Regions from separate parts of the Danio rerio genome. Here region 1 is linked to region 2. Evidence: chromatin contacts called from public Micro-C data. All regions are on one chromosome and are shown on one strand. Each heading gives the region's core, a stretch centred on a gene start, on an enhancer-like site or on the middle of the called end of the contact. The rest is flanking DNA. Distances are from core to core; before and after follow the strand shown. Region 1 overlaps nhsl2 (NHS-like 2). Region 2 overlaps arhgap36 (Rho GTPase activating protein 36).

Region 1 (6,838 bases), core at 1,241-3,740, 200 kb after region 2:
ACACGTGAATTGAATAAACTAAATTGGCAGTAGTGTATGTGAGAATGTGAGCATGTATGGGTGTTTCCCAGTACTAGGTTGCAGCTGAAAGGGCATCCGCTGTGTAAAACATATGCTGGATAAGTTGGCGGTTCATTCTACTGTGACGACCCTGGAGGAATAAAAAAACTAAGCTGAAAGAAAATGAATGAATGAATGAAAATTTGTCCTCCAGATATGCAAAATAATATGGTCAAAAACACTGTGCCACCTAATAGCTATTCCTGACAAATATATGTGCCGTTCTAATTCAGTTGTTTCATTTGATTTTATCAAGTTAGTTTTGAAGAAATATAATCTTATTTTCTGTCATCAGGATGTGGCAGCAACGGCAAATTTTTCTGCTTAGGCAAGCACTTCGCAGACACTTTAAAACTGACACTTGCGCCGTGGCTGCCGTCTTGTCAAGTGTGATAGATGAATGAATTATTAACCAGATTAAAAATCCCCACCTGCCACTGAATTTTATACTGCAGTCCAACAAACAAAAAGTTAATATTGCACAACTTGTTTGAGACACAATATTTCTACTTTGTTTTTAGGCTTTTGCACCCAACTATCAGCATTTCAGCTCTTTGACAGTCAGTGCTTTTTAGCTGTTTATGAACAAACCACTTCTATGAATGATTTAGCTAATCACTTACTGTATGAAATAAAGTCAGTTGTCTCCTATTACTGGTGTGACAACATAACCTGCTGGAAGATTAAAAAAGTCCCACAAATTTAAACCAACAGCACTTACAAACAACTGATCATCAATAATCACTCAAATATACACAAGGAATATTACTTTTCTTAATGTTTTTCAACAGTTTTTAATTTGAGATAAATTCAAAAATGCTTCAAATCTTATTAGAAATATAGTTTGTTTTAAAGGGGATCTAATAACTTTTATAAGTAGTGTAAGCACATTTGTGTGGCAACAGTGTGTGAATACAACCAGCCTCTAATGGTAAAAATAATAATAAAAATAATAATAATAATTCATTTTTTAATTACACTTGATAAAACTTTTATTGAGGTTCTCCCTTTGTACTTGTTACAAGAGGGGAAAAGCCCCGCCCACTAGTGACTATCTCACCCTAATTAGCATAAACAGCCCTTAGTGAGAAGCAGGCGTCTACCATTAGTTTTTACGTGCTGAAAATAATGTCAGCGACTAAGAGGATTTTAATTGTTGAGTTTTAGGATGCACAAATGTTTGAGATACTTCTGTTCACATTTTCACTTTTTTACAGAGATAACATTAGTTCTGACTCCTGATTAATAAAGGAACTAAGCCGAAAAGAAAATGAATGAATGAATGAATGAATGAATGAATGATAGTCCTGTTTTGAATATGCTGGCTATGGTGACACACTGTACACACAAGCATTTGAAGCCCCACCCTATTTTAAAAAGAGCACAATCTCATTTGAATTTAAAGTGACAGTCACCAAAACGGTACAATCTTGATCAAAACCTAAAAGGGTCATTTTCAAAAAAGTATAAAATTATATTTGTGAGGTATTTTGAGCTGAAACTTTTTAGAACCACTCTAGAGATATCAGAGAAATGTAAACCACTGCAGAAAGTTCTAACCAGCAGGTCCATGTAATTTACAGTACAGTTACTTAATAAATAACCCACTGTAAATTAAAAGAGTTAACGTATGCTTTTTGTTTTCACAAGCTTTGGAGACGTAACATAAATTTGGCTTTTAAATATTAGGTTACCTAGAGCTTTCGCCATAAGGCTGTGTTCAAAATGAAATCAATGTTAACAAAGTGCACTGTTAAGGGAACACAATTGTAAACATCAAAATCGCTAAAACTGAACAGTAAAATTAGTTTGGAAGCAAATTACACTTAAGAGAGATGACCTTAATGCTTTTTTATTTTTAATAATTCAAACTTTGAATGTTAAAATGTTTTAAATGAATAGGGCATAGGAGGGATAAGTGGGAATAGAACACAGCCAGGAACTATGTTTATAACTACAGCTCCAGAGGTGTAGTTGCGAGTGCTCAAGTTTATGATGCAGTTTGCGAATGTTCGTTAGAGCGACAGATTTGAGAAACTGCAAATCAACAAACTATGTTTGTAACGACAGAACTTGTGACCTTAATTGGCTAACCATGTTTTTGGGAAATGCACCCCTGATTGGTATTTTAAGCTGAAACGTTAAAGACATTCTGCAGACACCAAAGGCTTATCTTACATTTTGTAAAAAGGGTCAAATAGGTGGCCTTGAAAACAGAAAATAAAAATCATACAAATTATTATTATATTATTCATGTTTATTTGATAGCATGCAAAATGTTTATTTAACCTGCATTTTAAAAAAGATGTGACTAAAAACATTACTATAGTTTTATTTTTAAAGAAAAAAACATACTGTGGACCTCTTGATTTGAGCACAGCGCTGGTCTGCTCAGACCTTACAAACAGCACAACAGTTCTGATGGAGAGCTGTAGGCGGAGCTGCGTCTTGGACAGCGTTTGATGTAGAACTGCGTCTTATCTTTCCAGATCCCAAGAGTCATAATAGAGGAAAGAGAAGAAGGAACAAAAGCAGCATAATCTCTCTCATTTCCTGTTATGTTATTGATAGCAAAACGTGAATGCACACTTGCAGACACGTTTTTGTAATGTGTTTATATATAATCACATGTATGTGTGCATGTTTGACCTCAGTCTTTTGCATCGCTCGTGGTGAGACAAATACATAGTACTAAAAACACAATTTCTTTCACAATTTCATGCACACATAATCCCTTAAAAGGAAGAGAAAACTCTATCCCTTGAACTATTTCAACCTCCTATATACCACTAAGGCTAATGCTATGTGTATTTTTCTTTCTTGATTTCTTTCTTTCTTTCTTTCTTTCTTTCTCTCTGCATCTTTCTCTGATTAGTGTAAACATCAATGCAGACGCCTAAATCTCTCTCGGTTAAAGAAGGTTTCTCTCCAAGGCCTGAGGCCAGTGAGTCTGCTCTTCCCCCGAACTCTCTGTACATGAGAGCTTTTACAAATGTAGGAGGGTGAAGCATCCATCGGTTACGCCAGGTGCTTAATTAGGCAAAGATTTAAAATAGAGACCATAACAAAGTTAAGGGGACATGAGTAGGGCAGACACAGGCAGATCACGCAGAGTTCACAGTACTGATACACAGAGCTGTTCTTCCCTCTAGTGGATGTGAATGAAACTGCAAATTTTGTGCAATTCATGTTTATTACTATTAAGCCTCGCAAAATTAACCATGATTTTATTTAAGCAATGGTGAAGTCATCCCTTTTTTGTAGTTTAAAAAGAATACAGTTTTACTTCAAATGATAATGTAAAGCTATGGATACTGTATAGTGAATTTGGGTTTTTTCATAAGTAACTACAAATTAGAAACAAACTTTTAAAAATAGGGAGAGTAACATTTTTTAAGCAATTGCTGTATGCTAGAAAGTTTAATCTTATAATTTATTATTCTGAAGAATTTCTTATTTAAAAATTAAGAAATGAGCAATGCAGAAATAAAAGTTTTGAAAATCTACTTACCCAAAGTTCTGACACTTCAAAAAAGAAGTCATTTAACCTTTTTATTCACAAATCGTTAATGAGCCAAAAGGCTAGGTTTGTACTCGCGGGTCAACAAAAAATGCATTTCCCTCATGAAATAAAATTTGAATAATTTTTAAATCATAATGACTTACTTTCTCATTACTGTATAATGAGATATTTTCTCGTAATAATGACAAAGTTTCTTATAATAATGACTTATTTTCTCGCATTAAGGACTTAAAAAAAAATCTGTTAATAATAATATTATGAGAAGTCATTATTACGAGAAAGTAGAACATTATTATGAGAAAGTTTCTCATTATTATGAAAAAAATTCTCATCATTATGAGATGTTAAGCAGTTATTATGATAAAATATCTCATTATTACCAGAAAAAGCTTTATGGTATGTTCACACATACGAGGAATTTGCTTTCGTGACAGAGATTCTACAGTGCAACAGAATTACAGAGACAGGACAAAAAACATATAATAAATATATTTTAAAAATAGAAGTAGTGAATGCTAATATAGTAAGAAAGTCAATGTTATGAGAAAGTAAGACATTATTTTGAGACAGTTTATCATTATTTTGAGGTTAAGTCATTATTATGAAATAGTAAGTCATTAATAAGATAAAATAAGTAATTTTAATCGAAAATTTTGTCATTACGAGATGTTAAGTCATTATTGCGAAAAAAATATCTCATTATAATGAGAAAGCACATCAATATTATGAGAAAGTTTCTCATTATTATGAGATGTTAAGTCATTATTATGAGAAAATAAGACATTATTTTGAGAAAGTCTCTCATTATTATGAGATGTTAAGTCATCATTATGATAAAATAAGACATTATTAAAAGAAAAATTATCATTACGAGATGTTATGTCATTATTACGAGGAAATATCTCATTATGAGAAAGTTTCTTATTATTATGAGATATTAAGTCATTTTTACAAGAAACTAAGTCATTTATTTGATAAAATAAGTCATTATTATAAGAAAGTCCTTAATACGATTAAAGTAGTCATTATTATAAGAATCTTTGTCATTACGAGATGTTAAATCATTACAAGCAAATATCCCATTATAATGAGAAAGTAAGTCATTATTATGCCTTGCAAATTATTTTATTTCATGGTGAAAACGGACTTCCACAGTTTTGTGGTCCAAGCAGGGGAAATAATTCAACAACTTTACAGCAATTCTATTCATTAAATCTATTCATCCATTTCTGTCATGAAAGACTATATTCATTTCATGTCAGTCGTTGTTGCTCATTCAAAGGTGGCTTTTTTTCATACAACACCATCAATCCCTTCTGAAGGGCTTGACAGAGAGTAATGTGTGTCGGGATGCTGCTTTCAGCAAAGACAGAGAGAAGCCCTTTTATTACGTATACTAATCAACAATTGTCCAGTGAAAGGGTCAACCAACAATATGGTAGGCAAAATAAGAAGTAAACATCAAGAACACAAGTACTCATATTACCAGTTAAAACAATTCACTTTATCCATACTGTAAACACACCTGAATTTGTGTTTAATGCCTCTAGGTGTGATACAATTAACCACACAGAACAAATACCAAACCACTTTAACACATTCCTCAAATAAACAAAACGACCTTCAATGCACTATAAACCGTCTTATATTTATAGATAAACACAGATGTGCATTTATTTGGAAATGTATTTCTCTTACAAGTCAGACCTGCATCATGACATGGGTCCATATGCTGCAGAGGTACACATGTACAAACATCCACATACGTGCATATATACATATTTCAAATTTGAAGACAATTGCACTAACCTGTTAAGACGGATCAATAGATGCAGTAAAAATACAGTCCAAAAGTACGCACACACATACACACACCGTATTACATAGGAGACTAGAGTTTAGAGAGAGACTGAGAGAGAGAGGAGGAGTTAGGCCTCCTGCACACACACACACACACACACACACACACACACACACACACACACACACACACACACACACACACTTTGACTGAGCTGTGCATCGGCTCCAGCTGGCCTGTCTTTCAGTTAAGCACTGGGCTGATCTGTTCCCAGTACATAAAGATGCCACTATCTCCACTCACAACTGCCTATAAACTCAATTAAGTCTGTCAGACACTCTCTCTCCTCCTATATCCGTCTCCCAGACTCCCTTTCTTTCTCCACTAGAACCAGATGAGCTAATCTGTAACATATATGTTCAGAACTGCTTTTCCCCCTCTCTGCTTCTTTATAACCTTTAATATTTGCCCTCACTTTAACCCAGAAATGCTAATTGTAATTGGGCTCAATTCACATGTCTCATTTTTTTAATCATTTAGCTGATCGCTGGGTATGGTGAGAGCACTTTTATTAGCTTAGCTAAGCTTAGATCATTGAATTGGATTAAACCATTAGCATCTCAAAAAAAAAGTTACTAAACAATGTAACTAAAGTAGAGTCAAGCTTATCGAACGTTAACTTTTTTATTATTTATGAGTGAGATGCTAATGGTCTAATTCAATTCATGATTTATGCTAAGCTAAGCTAAAAGTGCTCCAGTCAGATCTGATCATCTGAATTGATTAAAAAATGGTAAAACTTGACAGTTTAACTCTATTCTGTTAAATTGGTCTTTTTTAAAAATCATTGGAGTGTTCCATACTGAACAATTTTGAGAAACTGAATCAGTTTTAATTTAACTAAATTATGACTATGAGCATTCTACCTTTACACTGCTTCATGTCTGAAATGCTGAATATGTTTCACAATCGGGGTGACGCGGTGGCGCAGTAGTTAGTGCTGTCGCCTCACAGCGAGAAGGTCGCTGGTTCCAGCCTCGGCTGAATCAGTTGGCATTTCTGTATGGAGTTTGCATGTTCTCCCCGCATTCGCGTGTGTTTCCTCCGGGTCCTCCGGATTCCCCCACAAGTTCAATGACATGTGGTATAGGTGAATTGGGGAAGCTAAAATTGTCCTTAGTGTATGAGTGTGAATGAGAGTGTGTATCTGTTCCACAGAGATGGGTTGCAGCTGGAAAGGCATCAACTGCGTAAAAAATAGGCTGGATAAGTTGGCGGTTCATTCCGCTGTGATGACCTGAGATGAATAAAGGGACTAAGCTGAAAAGAAATTAAATAAATAAATGGATGTTCCACAATCAGAAATATTTTTGAGTTTTTCTTCATTTCTTTTTCATTATTTCTCCATCTAAATAAAGCTGATTTGACTCAATCTACATTGCAAAAGTGCTTTA
Region 2 (6,758 bases), core at 1,044-3,543:
ATGAAAGAAAAAACGGTCTCAAATTCGGATCAAATTCGGTATCACTTTCACAGCTGAGTGCGCTCATGTCATGGCTGCCGTCACTTTGAGTTCAGTTTGTAACAAACTGAACGTTATTTGCTACTTTATTACCTGTTATTCACAGCCTATGCAGATTCTGTTCACTAAAGTTGACCTGGCGGGCACATGTGCATCCTCACGGTAGTAAACAAACAGTGCGTCAGCTCATGCGTGACTTCACAGCCGTGAATACATCATTACATGAAGACAGAAATTACATTTTTGAGTGAATTATACCTTATAAATACAGTATATGAGACACTTTCAATGCAATTTGAAGGTGTCCATGTTGCTGAGCATCTTATGTAAAACAATGTGAAGACTTGTGCAACCGCCTTTACACTTCTCTCTTGACTTTGAAAATATATTCGTCTGAATCGCAGAAAAGCAGAATTAAGATCATGTGAGGGGTCGAATGAAGATCATAATCTCTTTTTGATTAATTATGCAGCCCCATACTTAGGCTTAGTTTAATAATAAGTGTTCAGTACATGCATATTACATACAATAAGTCTCAAACACCATTATTTCCTCTAGTATAAATCTTGTTTAAACAGAACTCCAAAAAATTATGTGAATCAGAGCATACCAGCGACTGTTATCTACAACACTCAGGATCATTATTATGTATGGCATATGTATGATTTTGATTGGCAACAATGTCAATATAGCAATGCGTGCATCCGCAATAGTCACATCTCAATACATGTAAGTTGAGTCTAAATTATAGTTGACCAGGAGCCACAGAATTGTATTTAATTACTGCATTTATATGGTTAAAATCTGAATTTTTATCACAGATAAAATCTGAATTATTAGCCCCCCTGAATTATTAGCCCTGTTGTTTATCCCCCCCCCCCCCCATTTTATGTTTAACGGAGAGAAGGTTTTTTCTACACAATTCTAAACATAATAATTTTAATAACTCTTTTCTAATAACTGATTTATTTTATCTTTGCCATGGTGAAAGTAAAAAAAATATTTTACTAGATATTTTTCAAGACATTTCTATACAGCTTAAAGTGACATTTAAAGGCTTAACTAGGTTAATTAGGTCAACTCAGCAGGTTAGGGTAATTAGGCAAGTTGTTGTATAACAATGGTCTGTCCTGTAGACTATCAAAAAATATAGCTTAAAGGGGCTAATAATTTTGACCTTAAAATGGTCTAAAAAAATTAGAAACTGCTTTTATTCTGGATGAAATAAAACAAATAAGACTTTCTCCAGAAGAAAAAATATTATCAGACATACTGTGATAAATGTAAATCACAGTAAATGCCCTTGCTCTGTTAAACATCATTCGGGAAATATAAAAAAAAATAAAATAAAATTCAAAGGGGGCTAATAATTCTTTTCTTACTTAAAAATTTTGTCTTGTTTCTAGTCCAAATATCTACATTTCAAAGCAAAAACAAGATTATTTTGTAATCACACTGGCAGATCATTTTACTTGTTTTAAGCAAAAACTCTTAATATTCACTTATTTCTTCTGCAGTTGAAAACAAAACAATATTTTTACATGATCTAAGAATTTTTAGATATTTGGACTAGAAATGAGACAAAGTAAGAAGCATTTTTTAATTATTCAAATTCTGTACCTGAATACTGTTAGGCTCCCCAGAAAACCATCAAATAGATCTATCCACACCATCTTGTGAAACTGTATTCAAATCACAATATTTTATCACAAAAAGAATTAAATATCGCAATATAAGATTTTTTCAATATCGTGCAGCCCTATTTCCTAGTGCGATAACAGTGATAAAATGATACTTCCTTATTTTCTTTGCTTAAAAAAGCTCATATGTCAGATATATGTGAAACTTATATCTAAAAAAGGGACATGTAGGAGTATGCAAATTCTTACATTTTAATAATGTAATGTAACTACCAGGAAACATAGGTCTGGTAAACATGGTGTATTTATTGGTGTATAGTGTATTCCTAGGTTTTTGCTCTGCAATGCCATATTTTTGCAGTTTTAGTTTGAAAGACAGGGGGCGCATGTCACATGTGAGAGAGACAAATGTTGTTTATAATGCAGTGGCTGTAAACTGACTCTAGAGAGCAGCTGGAACTGACAAACTTACTTGACGGACTCTTTTCTTGGAGCTGCCGACACGGAAAATCCCCAAAGTTTGTAATCCTAGAGAGAGACAAAGAGAGAGAGAGAGAGATAGTAAACAAGTGTTGGGATCATATTTCACTGTGCTGATTTTATATCTATTTTAGTGTTTTTTTTGGGTGTCATCTCATCTGACTGACCTTCTGTTCGTAACCCAAGCAGGGTGTGTAATAGTATGAGGCAGAAGATGTGTTCAGATAAGTTCATCTAAATTTCTGGGAGGGGGGATAAAAGGTTGATTTATTTCACATCCAGTAGCTCTAACATGCTATGCTTAGTTCGAGATATTTATCAAAGCAATATTTTTATCACCTGAAGTTTTCAAATGATCGTTTTTTTTATTTTATTAAAGTCTATTAATTTAAAGGACAGTACAAACATAGATACTGCTTAATGACAACTATTGACTTCACTGATATTCACTAATTTAATTTAAAACAATATATTGTATAGGTTGGTCATCTAAAAAGCATCCGCTGTGTAAAACATATGCAGGATAAGTTAGTGGTTCATTCTGCGGTGGCAACCCCGGATGAATAAAGGGACTCAGTCGAAGGAAAATGAATAAATGATCTCTACTAGTTCGGATATGACATCTTTTTGATGAACTCTAGATATAAAAAAGTGACTTTTATTACAATTTTTGCTAGTTCAAAACAATATATGTATATAATAAATAATACGCATAGAAATAAATCGGTACAATAACAAAGAATAAAGTTGTATCAGCCCAATAGCTAGTTTTGTGCCATAAATTAAACGAACAACCCTGAGAATATTCTGTCGAAATCATATCCTGATGCTGACATCATACTGTATATATCCTGACAATGTCAAAATCTTATATCCAGAAATCACAGAAGACCTACCTCCACTTCAGAAAAAAAATACTTCACTTTGTGGCTGCTGTTTTGTGGTCTAAAGCTACGAGATGGTCTTAATGTTATTTCTGAATGTTATATTACACAAATCATTTGATCGCGTATAGCGAAACTAAACACCATAGAATACACAAGACAAGTCATTCGTATACTTTTGAATAGGAAAAAGTGTAACTGTCAATATGGCAAATGAAGACCGTCTTCTAGTACAGGAGCCAATCAGCAATCGATTTATGGTCAATAAAACCCGCTTTCTAGTACAGGAGCCAATCAGCGATTGCTATAGAAGACAATTCTCCAGGGCAGGGGCTCGGACCAGACGTGAGTTTCTGCAGATTTTGTGTGATACGAACATTTAGAAATAAAACTAAAGAAACAGTTGTTGTTTATTTTTATTGGTTATTCATAATATGAATTGTAATCGTAATCTTGGCAAGTAGTTTCGGAGAATTTGATGTTTTCCCATTCAGACAGAATGCCTGAGCATACTGCCCGAGAGGTGTTTCGAAGATGGCCCCTGAGTGAAATGACTTGCCTTAAAGGGACTTTGGCGAAACTTAATTATTATTTTAAATCTTTTTTTCCCCATCTCTTTTGTCAGCAAGAAGTCGTATATATAATAACACTTAGTATGATCACTTATTCGTTTTTATATACCTTAAAGAGGTCAGATTAACATGATGGTTAACCCAGACAGATTCATTTAAAATTCTTCTTTAATGTTTTGAAAAAGAAAGAAGTCACCTAAATCTTGGATGGCCTGAGGGTGGCTAAGTTAACAGCAAATTTAAGTTTTTAGGTAAACCGTCCCTTTAAGTACATTAATGTTTTTCCTTTTACTTAAAAGTATCTCATATGCGCAATGGCTGAATAGAGCAACTTCTGAATAGAGCAGAATAGAGCAACTTACTCCGTTACTTCACGGAATTAACATTTAAGTAGACACTTTATTAGGATTAAATGTTGTTAAAAGCAACCCAAGCTCATTCTGATTACGTAGACCAGTATACATTTCTGCAGATCACTAAACTTGCCCCAGGAGCTAAGTTTTTTTCAGTTTTTGTGTTCGTGAATCCACCAGAGGCAGATGTGTATGCTTTTTCAGATCTCAAATTTCTCTTGCGTGTGCCATTTGCACGGCTGCCATCGTATATGTCGAGCTACTGGACGAACTGGTAACAGCGAGGAAGCCATCCATACGGAGGTAATCGGTCAGCTGGTAAGCTAAAAAAGGAAATGGTGTCATACCGCCACAGAGCGGTATGATGAAATGCAGCAAAACGTTCCTCTGGCTTCATAATTCTCAATCTCTAGAAATGTATAAAGGGCTACATTTTCAGAATGAGCTCATGTTGGTTAAAAGTGTCATTTACCCCTAAATCTGAACACTAGCAAAAGTTTTAAGCAATTTCTTGGTTAAAAATATATTCCTGGCACAATTATGGACATTTAGGTGTTTTTTTGTTTGTTTGTTTTGTTTTAATGATAACATAAACACCAAATATAAACCAGGTGTTCTCTATGCCTGTGAAAGACTGCATAAACGGAACATTGTTAAAGACTTTTATTTGTGTGATGTACATTGACATATTTCCAACCGAAAAGAAATATTGAGTAGGATGCAGGGTTTTATTTTTGAGCTCCACCTCTCATCTTTTACTCGCTGCAAACTAACATTTAAAAGGGCCTGGCTAAGCATATTCCACCCAAGTCATCTGACTGACATAAGATTTACTGACGTAAAATTTGATTCGAGATTATGAAAACTGTTTTTTTTCAGTGGATTAACTTTGATTAATTGTTTACTTTAATATTACTAGGAGGACCCTTTTCACATTTCCGTGTTTTTCAGTAGCAGGAATTGTGATAGTTATGTAAACTTAGAGCGCAGTGAATGGGAGAGTACAACAAATATTTTTTTTACAATCCAATTTGCTGAAATAATGAAAGAAAAACTCTACAATGGTGTTATTAAGGCTGCCAGAAAAAAGGAAAAAAAATTTGTGTGAGACTGATGACAGCAGCCAGAGGAGAAAATCATGTCAATTTTTCTGTCCAGTCTCTAAAAGCTGCATTAGAAACACCTCGCAGAGTGAGTTTTTTTTTTGTAAATTGATGCAAAGATAATTGAATACATATATAAATACATATAAATGTTCATATTTTTGTTTTATCAAAATATTAAAAACTTTCATCATTTAAGGTGCTGATGACCATTAAAGGTGCAGTAGGTGATTGTCTTCAGAAACATTTTTTGTTGTGCTGGTTGAACGTCTCTTCACATTTCAATAGTAATGATTAAAGTAAATGATCTAAATGTGTTTATATTATAGGTGGGCATAGAATAATTTTTTTTTTTTTTATCTAGATTAATCTTGAATTTAATCTAGATTAAAATGGCTCATATGAATGCTGCCAAAGGCATTCAGAATTTGTGTTACTGCTACCCAAATAATACGTCTTTGAGAATGGGTTTCTCAAGCCAGGTGGTGCATTAAGCAGGGGCTCATCTCCTGTTTCCAAAATGCATCACAAACTGCATGAGAAACTGTTCTATTTTGATAATTAGTGATGAAAATAAATAAAGTTCAGTAAAATGTACTTGTGTTTACTAACTGTTTATTCAGTTAAACATGAATTTTGAACTGTAGGCCTAAATAGGCTTGAAAAAGCGATTTTTGGTCACCTTGATCCGACTAAAGTCATAACTGAAATAAACAGAAATGGAATTAAGAAATGTGGAGTATGCAGATATTAGTGGCACTATTGAAGTCACTGCGATCAGTAAACAGCGTCATGTATAACTTTTTTTGCCATATTTTCCGACAAGATCCACACACACAGCTGTCAGTAAAGGACTGCACACACACACACACACACACACACACACACACACACACACACACACACACACACACACACACACACTGTCTGTCAACAAATGTAAGTTTGAACATCTGCAGCCATTCATACAGATCCACCAATTTGCAGGCACGCACGTTTACCTCACCTGCAGCTGGACATTATTGAGAGACAGAGAGAGCAAAACAAATGCTTAATTAAAACTTTTTAAAATCCTGAATCAATAATGAAGTTAGTTTTGCACGCTGGCCAAAGGATGACACCATGGCTGAAGTATTTCTTTTAGACAGGTAATGTTCTGTTTTAAAAGTTATTTAGCTTCACACAAAGCTGATGTAGATTGTGTTGTTGTTAGGAATGGGTTAACTTGTAAGTGTTGTTCAGCCACTGAAATCTCTTAGCAAAAGACTGATGTGACTATTTTCAGTTTCATAAGGTCCTTTTACAGCATCAATAATGTAGAGTTTTATTTAGTTCAACAACAGAACATCAGTAAACAACGCTTTTCCACCTAGCCTGCTTTACTGAGGTGAAGTTGGTTTTATATTCACATTGGGTCATTTTTGAACAATGACAGCCCGTGAGGCGCTCCCTATGTTGTTTAACATGCTACTCTAAATATTTGGTTTGAAATAGCATGCACAGCACGTGAGAGAGGGTTGTGAAATTATTATTAAATGTTTACTGATTGAAACTTTGATTATTCCATAGTGATCTAAGGGGAAAAATAATTGTATGATGTTTGTGTTCTTAAAAAGGTAAAAATGTACAATATTAAATTTCAAGAGTTCACACTTAGACATTGCTTGAAGCTATGAGCAAGTTTGGT

What was found. A called contact is a pair of places that touch in the nucleus more often than the background predicts.
Region 1: a Micro-C map of caudal fin shows a contact between it and region 2, with 10 times the contacts expected there. The contact joins two enhancer-like sites. A contact is called at or near these places in 2 of 18 Hi-C or Micro-C datasets (caudal fin and an unstated tissue) and 1 of 4 datasets of contacts at active chromatin or transcription factors (caudal fin).

Annotation. Positions count from the first base shown.
Region 1 is chr7:53,423,476-53,430,313 of GRCz12tu, forward strand. The region is part of intron 1 of nhsl2 (NHS-like 2); the gene reads right to left. Among named protein-coding and RNA genes, the nearest start is that of nhsl2, 45 kb to the right of the region's middle. Within about 2 kb of position 2,491, at least 8 of the 62 cell types and tissues checked have an H3K27ac peak or open chromatin away from gene starts, as enhancers often do.
Region 2 is chr7:53,224,203-53,230,960 of GRCz12tu, forward strand. It overlaps arhgap36 (Rho GTPase activating protein 36), which reads right to left. Exons shown (of 13, transcript NM_001351681.2): 6 at 2,152-2,207. Among named protein-coding and RNA genes, the nearest start is that of usp12b, 59 kb to the left of the region's middle. Within about 2 kb of position 2,294, at least 28 of the 62 cell types and tissues checked have an H3K27ac peak or open chromatin away from gene starts, as enhancers often do.